Regions from separate parts of the Sus scrofa genome. Here region 1 is linked to region 2. A link is a contact called in public HiChIP or PLAC-seq data. All regions are on one chromosome and are shown on one strand. The core of a region is the stretch at or near the end of the contact, and the rest is flanking DNA. Distances in the headings are between cores, read along the strand shown.

Region 1 (4,163 bases), core at 1,283-3,782, 68 kb before region 2:
GGTAAAGTAATGGCGCTAGGGATAGGTCCCTGTGGCTAGAGTTTGTGTCCTTCAATGTTCTAGTACGTTGCTTCTCTCTGTTAGTCCGTGAGTGTGTGTGTGTGTGTGTATGTGTTTTCCCCCTTCATGGTTTTGGTAAGTGGAGTACTAAGGACACCTCGTTTGAAAAATGTCTTGTCATGGTTAGAACTTCATGATCAGTCCACTCCAGGATTGCTCCATATAAAGTGGAAGTTTAGCATTGCATGTAGATGGTCCTCATTGGTAGACAAAGGAATGTGGAGAGAAGGAGCCAACAGTCTAACCTGGACAGCATGTACTGATACTAAAAAGGTATGTGCAATTCTGGAAGTGTGTGTTTGTGCCTGGGTTTAATGGCTCACAGTTCCTTCACTGTTTTATTGTTGCAGGCGAAATTTAGAACTCTTGAAGCAGTAGCATCAGGCAGTGTTGCTAAGGCAGATGGTAGTGACCTTTGCACAGGTCTTGAGTTTTAAAACATTGGGTGTTTTTCCCAGATTATATCTCGGCTTCTCTAGTTCCTCGAGTGTATCACGGCCTTAGCAAAGCCTGGGTAGGGATAGTCTTGGTGAGGGTTGCTCTTCTCTTACTTCCTCCCCTTCCAAGTGTGTGTAAACCTATTCCTTCTTCCTGCCAATAGCCAGGTGGTTCCAGAGAGAGAGTGTTGGGTCTGTTGAGACTTTTCTCTGGTCAGTTGACTCTGTTGGAGCGAAGTTGTTCCCCTAAAGAGTGAATTGAACAAGCATTTAGTTTTGTTTTTATAGGTGCGTTTAGAGAAGCTGGAACTGGTTGTGAAACTATTTCACAGCACATCCAGGTGGCTTGAATGATCTGCCTCCATGCATCACACCAATTTCAAACAAGACCAAAGCTCGTAGTGCATTTCTCTCAAGGAGAGAGTGAGGCCCTCCGGGGAGAAACATGAACTTGTGTGGGTGCTTAGGCGTCTTGAGCAATAACTCTCAAGCCACTAGGGCCCCATTTGCCTAGCAGAAGTTTATGAACAGGGCCCTAATGACTTACACAAGTTCATTTTCCTCTCCCAAGTGCCTCGCTTACTTCCTGAAAGTAATGTTTCCATCGAAAGATTTGATCATACTAGATCTTTACGGAAACCACATTCTGGATGCTGCAGAAGATGAGAATGACTTTGCTGAGACGGGGCCTTGGATGTGGCCTCCTGCTGGGGAAGGTGTGGGTTCAAGGGGACATGGAGAAAAAGTTGCTCAATAGCAAGTGTCTGTCTGATCTGATCTAACAGATAACTGAGGCCTTGCAGGTAATGGGAGAGCTGCCGGGTGCAGCACTGCACAGTCTGGCCCCGACTGTGTGATCTGCCTCCCAGTGACAGCGTGTCAGTGGTTTCCAAAACATCTGTCTCAAAGAGGGCGGTTGAAATTCCTACCGGGGACTGTTTCCAGTCATTGTCCATGAGAAATGAGAGTGAGTGGGAGTAAGCGAAACACAGATCAAGAGGAAATGAGTCGGTGCTCCACTTGGGATTACAATGCAGATGAATTCCATATTTTGGTCAGGGAGTGTTTTCTTTTAGGAAAGAAAAGACAAGAAAGAAAAGCTTAGAGGCTGACCAAGTTACTAAAAAGCAGACTGAGATACCGTCTAATGCCTGCTGAAACAGTTGCTTCAGTTCACTGTGTGTGTGTGTGTGCATGTGTGTGTGCAAGAAAATGGCCCACAATTCACTGGCTCACTTTTCTGCCATTGGCCCGACATCCCTACCAAGGTGGCCTAACCTCACTGGAACAAGCTGTTTTAAAACTGCCGTCATCAGCAGAACTGTGGACCCTTGCTGCATCTGTGCAGACTGGTGACTTAAAGATTGAGACAAATACAGTGATCCCCCCTCAGCCACAGGGACATGTTCCAAGACCTCCATTGGATGCCTGAAACATTGGGTGGTACCAAATCCAATAAGTCCTATTTCTTCCTGTGCACACGTACTCATGATAAAGCTTAATTTACAAATTACGCACAATAAGAGATTAACAACAACAATAATAAAATAGAACAATTATAACAATATACTGTAATAAAAATAATGGGCATGTAGTCTCTCCTTCTCTCGAAATACCTCATTGTACAGATTAATGTCTTCCATCTTAACTAAGCACTTCTCACACACTGTAACTTGCAGTGTGAGGTGCAACAGCAAAAACTGCCACGAATTTCTTTTTCCTTCGTCACAATTTCATGGATAGAAGATTCATTCTTACTCAATCTTAGCAATGATTCAGTTGCTAAGAAAAATGATTGTTTTTCTTTCCTACTTTGAAACCTTTCACCTTTTCACTTCAAGGAAGCCTTTTGTGGCTTCTCTTTGGCAGATCCCAATTGCCAGCCTCGCTACTTTTGCCTTTGGAACCATTGTTAAGTAAAATAAGGGTTACACAAGCTCTGTGATACTGTGACAGTCAATCTGACAGCCAGGACCAGGCCATAAGTGACTAATGGGCGGGACATGCTGGACAAGGGGATGATTCATGTCCCAGGAGGGACGGAGGGGGACTTGGCGAGATTTCGTCAGGGTACTCAGAATGGTGTGCAATTTAAAGCCTGTGAACTGTTGGTTGCTGGAATTTTCCATTTAATATTTTCAGACCATGGTTGACTGCGGAGCAAACCGCAGAAAGCAACACTGGGGATAAGGGGGGGACTGCTGTACTATATACTCATCCTATTGACACAAATCACCACTGAGGCTGACCTGGCTTAATTATAAGAAAGTGTCCATAGACTTCTGATTTAGAGACTTTCTGTGCCTACCCTGGCCCTTCTGTATAAGTCCAGGAATGGAGACGACGCTGATTGGCTCTGCGGGCGCTGTGTTCAAAACGCGCTGCCTCTGGTGATTCCAAACCAGAGACGCAGCTCTGTTTTACCCGCGGAGGAGTCATTCCACAGGTAGTTGTTCGGCCCCAGCTATGCGTGTGTCAGGCTGTGTGCATGCCTACAATGTTGAGCAGGGGAGACACCGGGGTCCCTGTCCTCATAGAGTCCACGCGGGTGCTTGGGGTAAGGGAACCACGCTGCGCCTGCAAGAGCACCCGGGAGCAGGGCGGAGCTGAGAGCCTGGAGACTCTGGCAAGTCAGGCGTCAGCTCGTCATGGCTGCGCTGGCGCTGGTGGGCGCTCAGTGATTTCCCTAAGCCACTCCCGGCCCCGACCCTTTTCCCAGTTCAGTGGACTGTGGTGGCTGCCCTTTGGGGCAGCCAGAGAGGATTGTGCTAGCAGTCTGGCCTGGGTCTGCTGCCTCCCAGAGGCACCTTCTCTGCCCTCAGTTCATGTGGCAGAGCCTCCGGGGCTTGCTGGATCCTCCGGATATTTTGTCCTAGTTGTCACTGTGCCATCTCCTTGTCTCATCTACTCCTCGGTCTGTGTAGACCTGAAGCTGACTGGACGGGCTGAGGAAACGCTCTTCTTTCAGCCCCTGCGTGGCTTCTCTGTGCAGTCTTTTCTTCTGGGACCTGCACAGGAAGGCCACGGAGGGGCCGGAGAAAGAGATGTACCGGCTCCTGGCCTCACTCCCCTGCACCCAGGAGATCAGGCTGGGGCCATGAGTTGTGTCTCACAGGCTGAGGGCAGCACCATCCTGCTGCTCTGCCCTCTCAGAGGGGCAGTGAGAAAGATGGGGAAACCCAGAGCCCCAGAGCCCTTGGGCGGGAGATGGGAGACAGGGTCCCAGTGCCTGCCCCCTGGGTGCCCTCTGGGCTCACCGGCGCCCCCTGAAGGCCGGACAGCACTCTGGGGAGGTGCTGTAGGAGTTTACTGAGCAGATACCGGGTGTGCCGCCCTGTGGGATGCGACAGTGACTCAGAACTAATGTGCAGACTGTCCAGTAAGGGAGGAAAGTCGTGTTCTTAAGCCCACCCTGCTCTAGAAAGTGCTTTGCCGTCCAAGGGGCTCCAGTAAGGCCCTCTCCTCCATGAGCAAAACTGTCTTAACTGGAAAGGCTTCCTGGAAGTGGTGACATTGGAGCTAGAGCTTGAAGGATAGGTGGGAGGGGGACAGGCAGAGAGGAAGGGAGGAGGAGATAGCAGCACCCACGTGGGTGCGTGCGGGGAGCCGTGGGAGCTACACAGAGTGGCCACTACCGGGAGGAGCCCCGTGGGGCAGTTCCTGGAA
Region 2 (4,119 bases), core at 519-3,018:
AAAAAGCCTCTCCGTGACAGAGTGAGCAGTAAAGCTATACAGAGGAGAAAAACAGACCTTTGGTATGACAGGATGGTGCACTCAGCAAAATGGAAACAGGGCTTATTTGTGTCTATTCATAGCTGAGTTTGCTTAAAAGCAATCAGACAAGGAGTTCCCTGGTGGCTCAGCAGGTTAAGAATCCAGTGTTGTCACTGCTGTGGTATAGGTTTGATCCCTGGCCCAGGAAGTTTTGCATGCCATGGGTGTGGCCAAAAAAAAAAAAAAAAAAAGTAATCAGATAAAAAGTGCTTACGAAGTTTGCATATACTTTCTAAATGTATACGTAACCGTAGAAATCTCTGTCCCACGTATGCAGGCGGTTGCTGGTGAGTGCCAGTGCTCCTCGTGGACTTAGATTTAAAGCCTGACACTCAGGTTAAGATCTGGGCTCTCTTGCATTTAACCGTGGTTTTATGTGAATTCCCTTAGACCAGGGGTTGACAAACTTTTTCAGCCAAAGGCCAGATAGTAAATATTGGAGATTTTTCAGGCCATAGGGTCCCCAGCAACTCTGCCCTGTTCCATTTCAGCACAGAAGCAGCCGCAGGCAGTCCATAAACGAATGGGCATAGCCGTGTGCCAACAAAACTTCATTTACAAAAACAAGCCTCTGCTTGACCTCTGGGCCTCAGGTTGCCAACCTCTGCCTTAGACCAAAAGGGAAATGCTCGCTGCACTAAGAACTCTGTGACAAGAAATAGTACCAAGGTTACCTGCTTTTCCAGAAGAGAAATTATTAGTAGGTTCACAGTCCAACCTGTTTCGCATCCAGTGCTCTTCTTGAGCAGGTCAGACTAGTTGCATCCAGCAGTCCCCGACACTTGCTACTGCAGAGCGGATGCCATAGCCCAGAGCAGGCAAATCAAGTCACAGTGACTCAGATCGGTACAGCCCCTCACTGGGCATTGCAGAGCCAAGGGGTTTTCACCTGTTCCTTCTTCTGCCCCGCAGGCCTGTTCCTCATCCTCGGCCTGATCCTCTACCCCGCTGGCTGGGGCTGCCAGAAGGCCATAGGCTACTGCGGACACTATGCATCGGCCTACAAACCTGGAGACTGCTCCCTGGGCTGGGCCTTCTACACCGCCATCGGGGGCACCGTGCTCACCTTCGTCTGTGCCGTCTTCTCCGCACAGGCAGAAATTGCCACCTCCAGCGACAAAGTACAAGAAGAAATCGAAGAGGGGAAAAACCTCATCTGCCTCCTTTAGTGTGGGCGAGACACTAATGCTGTTTGCTTGCTCGTGTGACCTTGTGAAACAGTTCACGTCTGGTTTCCTCGTTTGAGTCAAGTGAAGAAGAACTAGCCTTTACCTACCAAAGCCACATTCCACAGCCCTGCGCCTTAACAGGACCCACGACAGGCAGCATCCAGCTGAGCAGAGGACGGCACGCGAGGGCCACAGTGCAAATTCCAAGAGAGGGCGGATGAAAAGGACATAAACCCTGACCCATCGTCAAGTCCTGCCGGACTCCGTCTTGCCCGCGGCTCAGTGAAGGATGATGATCTAAACCATTGCAGCCGCAGTTTCTCTGGGAACAGAAGAGACTATGAGCCAGATTCGCAGGCTGTTTAGAGCGGTGTTTCCGCACAGGTTGGGAGCATCTGTGCCTCAGTGTGAGGTTTGGGGGCTGGTGTTTCTGTTTCCTCCTGGTCCTTTCCAACCGTCTCAGGCGGAGGCTGCAAGGAAGAGCACACCCTGACGGGGGCGAGGCTGTGGGCACAGCACGACACTGTCTCTTGCTGAGCTGGCCAAACAGGTCTGCAGCGACAGTGTGGAGTTCTGTGGTGGGACCTACCCTGGGCGGAATTCCAGAGTTAGGTGGCTCCACTGAGCTGTCCCTCCAAGATTTTAGGAAGTTGAGCAAAGAAAGAATAAGGACCTGTCTGATCATGAGAATCAAAGCCCCACATCCTGCCAGTGAAGGCAAGTTGGTTCCCCTTCCTGGCGGCCAGGCCCGGGCTCCTCTTCCCCCTGAGATCACATGGTTTTCTTCTACGGTTAGGACTGTGCTTTGGCTGCCAAAGGAAACCTCACTCTGCTTCCTCGTTGCAGGGACAGAGGTCCCCAGGCCAGCTGTGGCTCCTTCCCAGGTTGACTGGGCACGCCGGCCAGAGTGGCAGCCTCTGCCCGGAGACCTTTTCCCACTGTGGTGACTGTGCTGGGGTCAGCGCTCTTCTACCCCCAGCGGCGGCAGAACAAGTGACATTCTGTGCAGAAAAAGGGAGCTGGTCATGAGGTTAGGTTTTTCTAGTTACGAGTGTTGATCCTGCCAGCAAACTGTGTAATGATACCATTGAATTGCTCTAACGGGTGAGTTACATCAAAGGCTGCATTCTCAGGAAAGCACAGAGTAGAAAGCTCACGCACAAATGAGAGCTAGACCAGCTCAGAGCACCCGCCTGCACCTGTTTACAAAACAGAGCGGAACGCCACTATTAAAATGGATTCAGGGGCCTTTAGTCTAATTTCTATGCATTACCCATATAATTGATTCAGGAAAATGGTATTAGCCGTCACTTCAGATTTACGTTGGACTGATCCAAGTGACCAAAAACAACCTAGTTTGGCCTTAGCTGAGCTTCATTCAGCATTGCAGGATAGAGAAATCGCCCACTGCAACCGCAGCAGGTGGGGTGGACCTGCCAGATTTCTGGAAGGATTAGAAGTATAGGTCTCTTTGGGCTTACGAATCTGCTTACTTGAGGGCTTGCTTTGTTTTGAAAATTCAACAGATAATTACAAACCTTGTTTGGGCAAAGTACTAGGTGCTAAGTGCCACCAGGCATAGTACCCTGATTCAGACTTTACAGCCCTGCCCTGAGTGAATCATCTTACAGCTCAGTGCGTTTAAAACCAGACCTTGCTACAGAACAGCTAATTGCTTTATATGTTCATGGAACGGAGCTACTCGAGTTTTACTCCATTCTGGCCTCGGGCCCGTGCCAGAAACCATTTTATCTCGCAGATTAAGGGGTGGGGGCGTGGAATAAGGTCTTCATGAGTTCACCATCCTTAGACCAAAGTTCAGAATAAGCCAGTCTATGACTTTTTTTGAAAAGGGGTAACTTTGTAGCCCCTATGGCAGCCTGCACTAAGGGCTCAGGAAACCCTGTACAGAAATGAATCACAGCAGCCACTGGACAGGGCTCCTGTCTGTCTGTGTATTGATACATGCTAACCAAGGCCTGATGCCATGGAGTAGACTTTTTAACCCTTGGCAATAATTTTCATTTAAAAAAAAAAAAGAAAAGCAATTCCTGGTGTTCTCATCGTGGCTCAACAGTTAATGAACCCGACTAGCATCCATGAGGACGAGGGTTCGATCCCTGGCCTCGCTCAGTGGGTTGAGGATCCAGCATTGCCGTGAGCTGTGGTGTGGGTCGCAGATGCGGCTGGGATCCCGCGTGGCTGTGGCTCTGGCCTAGGCTGGAGGGGATAGCTCCAATTCGACCCCAGCCTGGGAACCTCCATCTGTCCTAGGATGTGGGTGGGGCCCTCAAAAGGAAAAAAAAAAAAAAAACAAAGCAAATTGCCTTCATCAGGCAATCTTGATAAAAAACCCCAATATTGTCTTAAATTTATCATGAGATGATTCACTCTACTTTTCCGTCTAAATAAGATCAAGAATCCATTTTCTAACATTCCCTGGACACTTGCACTCTCCTCACAGGCAAGTCAGAGGCCTAGAGGATCCTCTCGACATGTCCGTTGTCTTTATCCTTATGTCATTCTGATAACGAAAGTCCTAAGTGAAAACGTGACCTCTCTTGGCCTGAAGAAAGTCACTCGACAGCATTTAACTTCATTAGTCTGAATGCTACAGACCCGGGGTGGGGGTGGGGGGGAACACATGCACACAAAACCCCAAACCTCTAAAAACTTCTTAAACACTGATTTATTGGGCAGAGCAGAAATGGAATTTCTCTAGCGGAGAAAGAGTAAAAGGTAATGTCGGGCCTTTTAAACCTTTAGTCCATCGAGCCCGGCTCGGCTGGGATAAGTGGAATGTCAGAAATATGCTGGTCTGGACAAAAACTTCAGGGCTGTTTAAAAACCACTGACGAGGAGGAATGTG

The links. HiChIP or PLAC-seq counts read pairs in DNA pulled down with a chosen protein or histone mark.
Region 1: an H3K27ac HiChIP or PLAC-seq map of alveolar macrophages shows a contact between it and region 2. The contact joins two enhancer-like sites. A contact is called at or near these places in 1 of 47 Hi-C or Micro-C datasets (fetal liver) and 2 of 2 datasets of contacts at active chromatin or transcription factors (alveolar macrophages and skeletal muscle).

What each region holds. Positions count from the first base shown.
Region 1 is chr2:87,390,905-87,395,067 of Sscrofa11.1, reverse strand. All of the region lies in intron 3 of LHFPL2 (lipoma HMGIC fusion partner-like 2), which reads left to right. Among named protein-coding and RNA genes, the nearest start is that of LHFPL2, 110 kb to the left of the region's middle. Within about 2 kb of position 2,532, at least 14 of the 83 cell types and tissues checked have an H3K27ac peak or open chromatin away from gene starts, as enhancers often do. A contact at or near this core is called in alveolar macrophages, where this site is marked.
Region 2 is chr2:87,322,355-87,326,473 of Sscrofa11.1, reverse strand. It overlaps LHFPL2 (lipoma HMGIC fusion partner-like 2), which reads left to right. Exons shown (of 5, transcript NM_001243213.1): 5 at 994-3,289. The coding sequence ends at 1,250. Among named protein-coding and RNA genes, the nearest start is that of SCAMP1, 110 kb to the right of the region's middle. Within about 2 kb of position 1,768, at least 25 of the 83 cell types and tissues checked have an H3K27ac peak or open chromatin away from gene starts, as enhancers often do. A contact at or near this core is called in alveolar macrophages, where this site is marked.